Regions from separate parts of the Zea mays genome. Here region 1 is linked to region 2. A link is a contact called in public Hi-C data. All regions are on one chromosome and are shown on one strand. Each heading gives the region's core, a stretch centred on a gene start, on an enhancer-like site or on the middle of the called end of the contact. The rest is flanking DNA. Distances are from core to core; before and after follow the strand shown.

The links. A called contact is a pair of places that touch in the nucleus more often than the background predicts.
Region 1: a Hi-C map of ear shows a contact between it and region 2, with 1.9 times the contacts expected there. The contact joins the promoter of LOC100384199 here to the promoter of LOC100282954 in region 2. A contact is called at or near these places in 2 of 25 Hi-C or Micro-C datasets (ear and endosperm).

Annotation. Positions count from the first base shown.
Region 1 is chr10:121,564,783-121,571,505 of Zm-B73-REFERENCE-NAM-5.0, reverse strand. It overlaps LOC100384199, which reads left to right and starts at 2,689. Exons shown (of 8, transcript NM_001353414.1): 1 at 2,689-3,039; 2 at 5,804-6,125. The coding sequence starts at 5,872.
Region 2 is chr10:120,767,362-120,774,115 of Zm-B73-REFERENCE-NAM-5.0, reverse strand. LOC100282954 reads left to right here and starts at 3,341. Exons shown (of 4, transcript NM_001155859.1): 1 at 3,341-3,756; 2 at 3,898-4,020. The coding sequence starts at 3,592.

The sequences.
Region 1 (6,723 bases), core at 1,440-3,939, 800 kb before region 2:
GAGAAAGGCCGGTCCCCTTGCAAAAAAGTGCGACAAAAGCCTCCAAGCGAGTATTAACACTCCCTTCGAGGCTCAGGGGCTACAGTCGGGGACCATAATTAGGGGTACCCCCAAGGCTCCTAATCTCAGCTGGTAACCCCCATCAGCACAAAGCTGCAAAGGCCTGATGGTGCGATTAAGTCAAGGCTCGGTCCACTCAAGGGACACGATCTCGCCTCGCCCGAGCCCAGCCTCGGGCAAGGGCAGCCGACCCCGGAGGATTTACGTCTCGCCCGAGGGCCCCCTCAAGCAACGGACACACCTTCGGCTCGCCCGAGGCCCAGCCTTCGCCAAGAAGCAACCTTAGCCAAATCGCCACGCCAACCGACTGTATCGCAGGAGCTTTTAATGCAAGGATGGCCTGACACCTTATCCTGACGCACGCCCTTCAGTCGACAGAGCCGAAGTGACTGCAGTCACTTCGCCGCTCCACTGACCGGCCTGACAAGAGGACAGCGCCGCCTGCGCCGCTCCGACTGCTGTGCCACTCGACAGAGTGAGGCTGACAGCAGCCAAGTCCGGCCTCGGGCGCCATAGGAAGCTCCGCCTCGCCCGACCCCAGGGCTCGGACTCGGCCTCGGCCCCGGAAGACGACGAACTCCGCCTCGCCCGACCCCAGGGCTCGGACTCGGCCTCGGCCCCGGAAGACGAAGCACTCCGCCTCGCCCGACCCCAGGGCTCGGACTCGGCCTCGGCCCCGGAATACGACGAACTCCGCCTCGCCCGACCCCAGGGCTCGGACTCGGCCTCGGCCCCGGAAGACGACGAACTCCGCCTCGCCCGACCCCAGGGCTCGGACTCGGCCCTTGCCTCAGCCGACGGTCTCCGCCTCGCCCGACCCAGGGGCTCGGACTCGACCTCGACCTCGGAAGACAGACTCGACCTCGACCTCGGAGGAGCCTCCGCCTCGCCCGACCCAGGGCTCGGACCGACCACGTCGCAGGAGGGGCCATCATTGCCCTACCCCTAGCTAGCTCTGGCTACGGGGAACAAGACCGGTGTCCCATCTGGCTCGCCCCGGCAAAGCAAATAATGATGGCGCCCCGCGTGCTCCATGACGACGGCGGCTCTCAGCCCCCTTACGGAAGCAAGGAGACGTTAGCAAGGACTCGACAGCCCCGACAGCTGTCCTTCCGCCAGGCTCCAGCGCTTCTCCGACGGCCACGACATCTCATGAACAGGGTGTCAAAACCTCTCCGGCTGCCACGACGGCATGTACTTAGGGCACTAGCTCCTCTCTTCTAGACACGTTAGCACACTGCTACGTCTCCCATTGTACACCTGGACCCTCTCCTTACGCCTATAAAAGGAAGGTCCAGGGCCCTCTTACAGAAGGTTGGCCGCGCGGGGAGGACGGGACGACGCGTGCAGGCCTCTCGCTCCCTCCCACGCGGACGCTTGTAACCCCCTACTGCAAGCGCACCCGACCTGGGCGCGGGACAAACACGAAGGCCGCGGGTTTCCCCTTTTACGCCTGTCTCCCTCCGGTTTTCCCCCTTCGCGCTCCGTCTCACGCCGACCCATCTGGGCTGGGGCACGCGGCGACAATTTACTCGTCGGTCCAGGGACCCCGGGATCGAAACGCCGACAAAACCAAACATACTATAAGTAGGGGTGGTAATGGACCACGATCCAAATTCTTTTTCACAAATTGTTAGGACCCTAAATAAATTTTAGTTTAAAATGAATAGAAATATAGTCTGATTCTAATTCGATGTTATTCTTAAATTTTATAATGTAAAATTTAGACCCCTAACTATAAGTGTAGCTTAGACGCTACAAGTGTAGTTCAGTTAGAACGTTGATTGATTGGTGCGCCTGGGATTGTTACATCGACACTGTTTTGTGACAGATGCCTGATCCCTCGGTACTTCACTAGTATCATTTTTTGATCAGATCACTCGTCACTGTCAGGGCCAGGTAGGCCAGTTGAGGCCTCCCCGGGATGCTCGCTGCCGCGCGTTGCATCGGGATCACATGATTGCACGTAGAACCAGAATCTGCCCAGCCAATGCGCGGGAAGTATCCTCCGTCCACGAAGAAAGAAATTCAATCCGCTAGCTAGTCTATGGTGTTACACGTCAAAATGGTTCAATTTTAATCAAATTTGAAGAAAATATTCAACCTTGCCGTTTATCTGGTAAAGCGTATATATGGAGGCATGGAGGTGTAAGGGATAAGAAGATGCTGGGTATATAGGAATATAGGTCCTCCTTATCTCAAGTCCCCAGTCCTTTTGTTTAATATTATCTCTGTTATTTTTTATTTGTCACGTTTTAGTTTAAAAATAAATTAGCCAACGATGAATATTTAAAAACGGAGGTAATGTCAAATAACCATAGTACGCTTAGTGTAGACGTCAAAAATCAAATAAAGGCAATATAAAATATGGATAAAATTTCAATCTCATGCCGAATGAGCCCAGCCAAAGCATCCCACGTGTCCGAGTCCGGAATGGATCCGCGCGGCGACGAGTCGAGCGGGTGCGAGTAGTGTGCCTGTGTGCGACGAACCGCGAAGGCCGATAACCCAGCCCACACGACGAGGCGTGACGAACTCGATCGACCGAGTGCACGGGCCGGGTGGCGTGCACCCTCCGACGCATCGACCTCATTTAAAGCCAGCGAGCAAGCGTGGCGTCCGCCCTCCATCCACCCCTCGCACGCCCACATCCTCTCTTCTTTTCTCCCCCTCCCGCTTCCTTGTTTCCCCTCGTTCTATTTGGATTGGAAGCTTCTCCGCGGCCAAGGTCACGCACACCCACCCACCTGGACCTGGTGCCCGCCGTGTAGGCCTCTCGGCCTTCGTCGTCCTCCAGCCCCAGGCGGAACACGAGGCGGCGGACGTACGGGCTCGACGGAGGCGAGCTGCCGGCCGAGCGACCAGGAAGACGCATTCAGAAGAGGACATCGATCGATCGCGGAGAGTTCCCCGGGTAGCTGACGACGATCCATGCTTGTGGCGGCCGGATCAGTTCGCCCGTCCAACCGGGATTGCTAGGTACGCGCTACTCGTCCTTTAATTTGCGGCCGCTGAGCTTTCGGCTTGCATTTTTGTTTGTCGGTCCGTTTCGCAGCATCAGGATCACTAAACGAACCGGTTTATTTAAAAAATAAATAAACTATGATGTAGAACAGTTAACCGTTGGAGAAAAAAGAAAAGCAAGTCAGTGTTTAGATCCATTCATTTTGGAGGAACTAGAATTTACTTAATAAAATAACATATTTAACTTGTAACTGAGCATTTCACAACTTTTCAATGTTCGAATATAATACTATTTCAAATTTATAGAGTGCAGAATGGAAATAATTTTATCTATCGTTATTTTCTACTCTGCAAATTATAAAATGACTTTTAACCTACTTATCTAGAGTAAGAATGTAGCATATAAATATCTCTGACATTTTGCTAGTAATAGTATATAAATATATTTTACATAAAACTGAATTAACTTAAATGATATAAGTCTAAATTATTTTTATTAGAATGGAATTCAATCCAAAGATCAAATCAAACGGGACGTCAAATGAATTTGAAGTGATGTAGTAGCTGGATTCTGAGAGCGGTATGTCGACCCGTCCCCTTCCATTTTCCGCGCGCGATTTTAGAATTGGCAGGTGTGCAAGCAGTCGAATAGGCCGGCGACGACGTGCTTACATCGTGCGTAGTGGCAATCATGCACTGGCCCTCCAGTTGGCACTGTTGAGCACCATGGTCATCAAGGAAGTTATATAGTCATGCAACGTTAATGCGATAACAACTGGGTTGGTTGTGCTGATTTCCCATTGCCTCATGGCGTTCATGTGATCTGACAGCGAAGCGCGAGCAGCAGATGACTTGGGGGCATGTACAGTGATGTTTAATGTAGATGCTTTTAAGGTGTCTAAATGAGGTAATTGCAAAAAAAATCGTGGAGCCGTCTTTATAAGTCTTTTTATAAAGAGGCGTATATGGTTCGTAACTCAAATAGCAACAGACGTCTCATTTTTTATTGCACAAATTTATCGTCTGTTATATAGATCCAATATTATATAAATGCATTTACTTCTATATTTATTAATAAACTATATTTATAAATACTCTATTATATAATAGAGTCTCCTTATATCTCTTTTACTTAGAGAAGCATTTTGGTGTATGTAACTCTTGGCTTACACAAAGACAATTAAAACAAAAACAATGGGGAGCTCGTGCGCCTTCCGCACGTCGCTGCAGCTCTCATGGAGATGGAAGAATGGAAGCGAGCTGCCGTCAGCTAGCATAGACTAGTCTTGTCTCGGATTACCTGCGGCAGCTCTCTCCTCTTGTCCTCTCCTCCACTTGTGGTAAGGAGGATGAGATTAGCTGATTGATTACCGATTAGTCTAGTCTAGTTAGTCTGAGAGACCAGACTAATTTATTCGCCGGATCGAAGGCAAGTGGGATGAGGCGAACGACGATGAGACGTGAGAGAAATGGCACCGGCAAAGTGGCGACTGGCGAGCGAGGCCGCCGCCGCGCCATGTGGTCGCGGATTTGTCCCTCGGGTGCGGGAATCCCCTGCTTTTACACGTGGTCGGGATCATCTCGGATAGGACCGAGAGTAGTTGCGGAGTTTGCGTTGCAACTTTTTTCCCCCATCCTTCTTTCGTTTGGTAGATGAGATGGCACCGCAGGCTGCAGCGTCTGCAATAATCTGTGTCAGATTGTATAGTAGTCGTCCTCTGGTTCTAGAGATGTGACATTATTATATATGAAAAATGTGATCGAAACCGAACCAAGAAACAAAGCTGGCAAACCGGGGGAGTATCGCCGTGTGGGCTGGCAGCGACCCTGCCTTACAAACATATAAATACATACTAATTACTACTAATTTTTAAATGGTTAAGCATATAAAAAACAGTGATTGATTCAACAAATATGGTTATTTCTTTGTTTGTATGTTTGATAAAAACATGTACTCCTCCGATGTCCTGTTAGTTATCGTTTTAAATAAGGTTTAAGTCAAATTTATAAAATTTTGACTACAAATAATTATTTTATTATATAGTTTTAAAACATAATATTTATATACACCGATTTGTCTTAACAAGTAATTTTATTTAAAGTATCAATGTATTAAAAGATTATTTGTATTTAAAAAAATATTAGTCAAAGTTATATTTAAAAGATTGTGTTATCGTTCTAAACGATAACTAATAGTACATCGAAGGGAGTAGTCTATTAAATTAAATTTAAAATAGAACCAGACACTCATATACTACATATAATCTATTATATATTGTTTATGGACACCTTAAAAAAATGTAGGCACGCGAAAGCTCACGACCCACGAGTGACGACCCCATCTCCTAGCCCATAGAATGAAGTGTCCCGCCGCTTTGCGACCATAGGAAGCAAAGTTCCACGCCAGTCGCTCGCCTGCCGTGACAAGTGGCGGCACACGGTAGGCCGGAACCGGAGCCGACCCTGCATAGTGCGCTCTGATTGTCGCGTCGCTGAATCGATCTCCCAGCTCAGAGACCGACTCCCAGTTTCCTCCTTCTGGCGTGTCTGAATGAATGGTAGTCCACCACAAGATTTTCACGCCGATTTAGCAGTTCTTTTTTTATTCGTACTAGGTTACTTGCATTATGATGAGTTATAAAGATTACTAGTGCTAGAAAGGGCTTTTTTGGCTGAATTTTAAGTGATTCACTACTACGCAGTCTGTGCTCACGCAATTGATAATTATACATTTCCTTTTTCTGCGCACTTAGTATTTCATTTCCATTTTGTCTCAAAGTCCAGGCAGAAGCGCAGGACGGGGCAGCGGCAGCGTGAGCGACGCCACCACCCAAGCGGACGGCAATAATGGACGCTAACCACTCGCCGCCGGCGCAGCCGGAGAGGAATCATGGCAGCTTAAACTACGACATCGAGAGCACGGACGGCACGTGGCGCGGCGCGGGGGCGTGGCAGGAGCAGGACCCATCGTCGGAGGCCCTGATGCGGTACGACGACGACGGGCCCCGGGAGCCGCTGCTGCGAAGGCGCACCATGAACACCACCTCCCAGATTGCCATCGTCGGCGCCAACATCTGCCCCATCGAGAGCCTCGACTACGAGTACGCCCTCCACACAAACCGCCTCCTCTCTGTCTCCCCCCTCCGTGACTGGTGGCTCCGTTGGTTGATTTTGTCAACTTCCCGGAACCTTTGTGTACTAATTTGGCGGAAATGTTTGATCCTTACTGTTTTCCCGTGGTGATTGTGACGAAGGATCGTTGCCCCTGTTTATTATTGTTTGGCATGGTTTACCAGAAAGTTAGGATCATGTAATGCGTTTGGAAGGCGAAAAAGTTATCCTGCTTGATTATTGTCATTCGTGCCCCTTTTCTAAATTGAAATTTGTAGATATAGTTCATACGCTAATACAGCAATACTGCATCGACAATATCATGTTCTGATCATTCGTGTACTTACTGAATATCAATCAGTAGATTCCATGGATTTGTTTAATGGTCGTATGCTAGGATCTTCCTTTGTTGACATTATGCACATAGTTTAATTGAACGCTTACTGTAAAGTATCCAATCTCGAATAAGAAAGGAACCATAATTATTTGGGAGCTGAACCATGCACTGATCTGATGTCGTTTGAGTTTGGACTTTGGACAAATAGAACAACACACATGAAGCACCATGAAATCTTGTAGTATGGATAA
Region 2 (6,754 bases), core at 2,092-4,591:
GGGGACTGTAACTCAAGAACGATGGGTGTTGTGTAGTACGACTAGTTTATAGTTAGGCAATTCATGCCCTCTCCAGCAGACCGTGTATATGATTGTGTAAAACATTGTATTTTTACTATAGAGTGTGTTGTTTACGTAGTAGAGGTTGAAACATGAGATATGATACGCTGGAGATAGTCTTAGTGCAAGGATATTTCAAATTAGTTACCCGACATCTTTTTTTATTGCATATTGAGATCTATAATGAGATAGATCCAACTAACTTGAATGGTAATTTTGTTAAAAGTATCCTTGTGTGCTTAATTCCACCAAACTTTGCTACCTTCTACCATTACATGTATTTACCAGATATCTATACAAAACAAGTGTTATTGTTCAGGCAAACAATCTTGTTTAGAAGTGGTGACAGGGGAATCTTTGTAGTTCCACCTCATGCAATTTATGACTTGCTTTGGGAATAAAGTAGAGACATTTTGGGGGTCAAGGATAAAGCAAGTATTCTTGTGCTAAGAGTTTTGGGACATTGTCAGGTGCTATTGCTGCTTATGATAAAAAAATGGGGTTTGACAGTCATTTTGGGGCTGTTTTTAAGATTTAGAACATGTTTGAACAAGTGTCCCATTTAAATAATGTCTACATAAGCGATATATAAAAACTATAGCAACACATGGGTACCTGACTAGTTTAAAATTAATCGTTACATATAATAAATAACTTAGGACAAATATTTTGAATACTACATGACAAATAAGTTTAGTTTTCTACTCAATGAATTTGGTTTCTTGCTCAGCGACGCCTAGCTTGGATATGCTAGTTAGGGTTAGGTAGGTTCCAGCATCGATTGGTGGGACCCACAGCGGCGCATAATAGCACATAACCCTCCTGGGGTGGCGATACACCCCTCCCATAGTCCCATGGCTCGTAAGACCAATTCCAGCAGACTCCCTAAATCACTTCACATTTGCTTTTTCCGCGTCGACCGACATTGTTCACCTTCCCAGCATACTCCGCATCATGCCATGCAAAATGGAAGTTCCTCGGTACGCTCTCTATCCCTGTGAGTTCTCTCTCCTCCCCCACTTCAACCGTCAGTCATTCACTTCCCTATGACCGACGGACCAGGTCCATCGGCATATGGTGACTCGTCTGCGATAATGGATGACTTTATCTGTGATGGAGTGCGAGTGAACTATCGCTAGATGGAGAGGCAGATGTGTGGATCTGCTGGAGAGCGACAAACGTATTTGGTACGAAGCCACGGACAGAGCATTATTTTTGTGGACACGAAGCCACTAACTGTTGGAGTTGGTCTAAGTCCACAAGAGGTAAGGACTTTGCCATGACTAGAGGGTCATTCATTTGGTCCTTGTGTTCTTCTTCATTTTGATCTGTTGCATTCCATCTCGAGACTCTTGCGCTGAGACATAGTGGTAGTTGGGTCCATGCAGACAGAGAGGAGTCAGTCGCTAGAAGAGAAGCCCCACCATTCCATGCTATCCTAGGACAGTGGTCTTGACCATGAAGATGGAGGTCGCTGATGGTGCCCAAGGTCGACGAGGATGACTTACATTGACTCACAGGTGGATCATTCAAAAATAGCCGAGGTGGCCAAGAAAACAACAATGCAAATAGAAAAGAATGTTCCCTTGAACAACTTTCAAAAAAGCTTTTGCATTGGTTATTAAAGGTTTTATTTTCTTATAGCTTAATTAGTCTAGTAAACTAATTTGGAAGAATTCAACAACTGCATGTGTTTTTGTTTGTATCTTACATTTACCGCTATTTGGGTTTCCGGGTTGTGTATATTCTTTATGCTTCTGAGCTGCTATAGTGATTGGTATTCCACATGCGAGCTACGACTATTTCGAGCATCCTCATTTTTATTTCAAACTCCAGCTTATAAATAGTGCAGTATACAATGTAAAATAGTGTAAACTAGTATTTTATACGATCATATGCACGATTTGCTAGCCATATTATAAGTGGAGCCTATTTTTCAATAATGTGTGCATGCAAAACTAGTTGATGCCTTCTCTGTTCAGACTAATAAATACTAATGTATACTCCTTAACAGGTAGCAAGTTACATGCGAAGGTGGCAACAACGTACAAGTCCCCATGACGCTCCTAGCTGAAAAGCTGCTCCTTGAATGACTGTAGAAGTCCCTTATCCCCGTGGCCCTCCTAGCTGGAAAGCTATTCTAGTAACTGAAGAAAATTCTAAATGTTGTAAATAAGATAGGTTCAAATTCACATCTAAAAATTGAGTAAAGGTTAGCAACCATAGAAAAGATGGTGATTGTCATAAAGATGAACAAATGATCAACATATAAAAGGAAATAAGAAAATCGAAATGTAAGAGCTCAAATCAAAGGTATAAGTTAGGACATTTTATCTTACCAATCAAGACATAATAGAGTGTGTAATTGGATTTAGCATAGACGATCATACTATTAAAAGAAGAGTTTAATTGGACAACCAACCATCTAGTGCCACTAGGTATCGAAATTATATGTATTGCATATAGACCTAAGTTATAGGCTGAGAGTAGGGAAAATGTTTATTGAAAACACTTTAAAAAATACAAACTAGGCTCTAACTTGTTTTTGACAAAACATTGTATAGTTAAGTCGGTTGGAAAGAGATGACAAAATGCTCTCGATGCAGATTTCCAGAGCTCATCAAACATATCCTGTGAGGCATTGGACATGACACTAGATATGCGTATGGTGTCCAGTGTAGGAGGGGTCCACCAGACAAGCAACTTAGAGGGCATCAAAAGGAAGGCATACAAACGTGCATATGACAGAATGTGCTCGGAGTGCCATCAGATGTCACATTGGAAAGAGCACTCAAACGTCGTATAAACTTACATATTTCGATTATGTACTCAACAGACGTGTCCTTAACATGTCTAATGGTTGCACTGAGCATCTAACATGTGTTAACAACTAGTTTATAGTCGTTTGAAGGGCATCAATGTATTCAGTGTAACCCCTACTAGCTTAGTGGACATGTTTGGTGCATGGAAATCTGTGTTTTAAAAGGTAGCGATTAGAATTTTCTAGGAGATTATAAATAGACCTTTTTGATAGTCCTTGGTTGGTATTACTCAACCATTAACACTTGCATACATCTCTGGAGGCTAGATCTATTTAAACGTCACGGCAGGTTGTATTATAAGTTGTTTGGCCTGATCTATACCTAGTATCAGATTGAGTTAGATCAGGTTAGTCCGTGTTTTTCAATTGGACGTGTCGGGTTGTGTTTTTAGCGTTGGATTAAGTTTTTTTAAGTTGGATTGTGCTTTGGATAAAAAAAATATGGCTCTTAATTCATCCGATTTCTATGTTCTTTTCTTACAAGTGAACAGCCGTTGCCCGTCGGCCGCCGCCCCTCCCTCCGCGCCCTCCCGACCACCGCTCCTTCCCCGCCTTCCACCTGCGCTGTCCGCCAGTCCTCCTCCACCTCGCTCCGGCACGCAGGGCCCACAAGAAGCGCCCCTTCCAGAAGTTAATCCGCCCCGGTTTGACTAGGGTTTGTCCCGTCTCCTAATCGATCAGATTGGCAGGTAACTGCCGTTGCCGCCGCGATGAAGAGGTACGGACTGCAGCTCCGCACGAAGCCGCCATCGTCCTCGTCGTCACGCGCGCCGCCACCTCCCGCCCGGCCCCTGGCGGCCTTCGCCGACGACGATGACGATGATGTGGAGGCAGAAATCCTCCGCCAGGCGGCCAAGAAGCGCTCCCTCCAGAAGGTAACCTGCTCCAGCCACCAGCTCGCGCGTACGCTTCTCCACCGATTTCATGGCAACCACATTAGATAATTCTTTTTTTTTTCTGTCTTCCCCCTCTTGTCCGGATGGGGATGTTGTTGTTGCCGTGTTGCGCGCGCACAGGTTGAGGAGCAGCAAAAGAAGGCCATGGAGGAGGATCCCTCGGTGTACGCCTACGACGAGCTGTACGACGAAATGAAAGAGAAGGAAGCCCGCCCTAAGATGCAGGATAAGGTCGTCCGCGAGGTAATTCCTCTATCCTGCCTTTGAGAGTTGTTTATTTGCTTCGTTTATGCTCACTGCGATATGCGACAGAGTAGTTACTAGTTAGTTACAAGTACTTTTTAGTGAAGAAGACTAATTGCTAGCTTAGGGTGTGTTTGGTTCAGCTTCCTGAACCAGATTCACTGCCAAAATATGAAATCTAAACCAAACAGGTACAACAGCAGAATAGATTCCTGAAAATCCATAGATTCCTATAGTTCAATTCAGAATCACCTCCTACCACAGATTTCCTAGATTCTTGTCATCCATGTTACAAGTTGTTTTGCTCTTATAGAATTTATAGTTGACAGTTGTTTCAACCAAACAAATTTTAGTTTTTTCACAATTGTCAGCTCACAATAATTTTCTCGTAGCTCATAGCTAGAATCAGACTTTAAAAAATCTACAACTGAACCAAATAGACCCTTAGTCTTGCATCCCGATTCTTAGTGTTTGATTCCTAAAATCTTAATTTTTCAAGTGTTGCTTTTGGTGTTTTACTTGTTTTTTGGGAAGGGAAAAGAACATAGGACCATAGTATTCAAGGTGTCACCCAGGCGGTGCGAGCCGGGGAGGTAAGGCGTCCTCCTCGCCTTGCTCTGGAACCTAAGGCGCGGGTGGGAGCTGTGGCGCGGTGGAGGGAGACGCTGGGGAGTGTGGCGCGGCAGAGGGCGGTGCAGCAGAGGGTGGGGCTGGGGAGGGCCTCGCGGTGGATAGCGGCGCGCTGGAGACGGTGGAGGGCGGCTGGGAGAGAGAGGGAGAAGCGACTAGGGAGGGAGGGAGGGTTAGTTGGGCTTAACCTAATATTAATGGGCTGAGTTGGGTTGGCTGGACTGTTTCTTTTTCTTTATTCTTTTTCTCTTCTTTGTTAATATTTTTGTCCTAAACACTTTCTTAAATATCAGTATTATTTCTATTTTTATTATTTTATATATATTTAAAGCGCCGCCTACCTTACGCTTTACCACTCAAAAGATAAAAAGGGGGTCAGTCGCGTTACCACCTTAACAACTATGAATAGGACATTGTTGTTATGTGGAAGAGCTTTGCTTTGCTGCTTAGATTGAGAGTTTCCTTGTTTGTGAGATGAATTTTGAATTGAGGGCTAAATAGGGATTGTTTAGCTAGCTGAAAATCTCCTGTTTGTAACAATCTAATCCCATTTTTTGGGCAAAAGGCTGTTTGCTTTTGTTGAATGTTTATTGATGCAAATTGCAAGTATTTGAAAATTAGCAGCATGTCACATTGATACCTGATTTTCGAATTTTGCACAAACTTTAGATCGAGAAAGACATTAATATGATTATTAAGGCGGTAAGTTGAGACACGGCGACCCGCCAATTTGAGTCGACTAGGCGTTTAAGGTGCACGGTGAGGTGACAGCATGCATGTGTCCTAACCAACTATAGGACAGCAAAATCTTACCTTATTGTTGCTGATTGTAGAGCTCTCTTTTGAATTGCCCTTGTTCCATGTAGCACACATGCCCCTTGCAAGTTGTAACATATTTATTCTATATAATTATGATGAATGTGACTAAATAAGTTGTACAATACTATAATTCAATAAATTGGCTAAGTAAATATGGATCAAGCCTACCTTGTTAACGCGATCTCTCTTCTCTCAAACCACAGGCCACAGGAACAATGAGGAATGCAGCAATGTTAGTAACGATAAGGAATGCAGTAAACATATAAGCAAGTTGTGTAAGCGAGGAATCAAATAACAGGACCACGGGTGAATAAAATATGGCATAAGTAGCACCATAGTTAAATGGTCCACGGCCAGCCAGCCACATTAGAATTTAGAAGTAATTCACATCCACAAGCTTGTGAGCTACTAGTGGCAAATTAATCATGGATGTTTGCAGCAGCCTCAAGGTCCTCTCCATTGTTGGAGCCATTAGGGCCAGGAGCATCTTCACAATCTGTCACATCAGCATCGTCATGTGGGTCTTGACTTGCTTCATCTTCTTCGTCATCTAAACCTAAGTCATCTTCAACCAACCTTGGCTTAGAAGGTCTTGCACGCTTGCTGCTAGCATTCCTTCTGAGATTGCATCCTCGTAGTGAGCTTGATGCAGCAAGAGCTTCATCAACATGTTCCCATTTAAGATCATGTAAGTGAAGTTATGGAGACACGAAACACAAGCTAGTGACAGTCTAAAATCCACCCAGAACCACAAGTGGCAATGCAAACTGCATAGTACAGAGGCCTACAAACTACAAACCATATAGTTAAAGAACAGAGGCATTGCACATCCAAGAGAAGAGAAGGCGGAGGGAGAGAAAGAGATGCTCACACGTACCTGTCCCATGAGCTTGCGACATGGAGCTGCCCGAGACTGGAACTGGCAGAGCAGCACAATGAGCTGTGGATCCAAGGCACTAATCAGCGGAAAAGAGGGAAGGAAGACCAGAGGAGACACCAATTAGAGGCGCAAATTGTTGGATAAAAGCAGAGGAGGCTCGAATCAACGAAGGGAGGGGTTAATTGATGGAGAAGAAGAGGTGGTGTGGCACTGCCAATAACAAGTGTGTGCCCTCCTCCATTCCCTGCTTTGTTAATTTGTGCACAGGACAGATGGGATATGGACTTGTGGGAGCTGTAGGTCCGTGATTTCCTGCAAGCATGCAGCTCCTGCGGCCGCGCTCACACCCAATCCCCCTCCAATTTGCTCATGTGTTATCCGCTTTGGGTCGCTCGGGCTTAAATG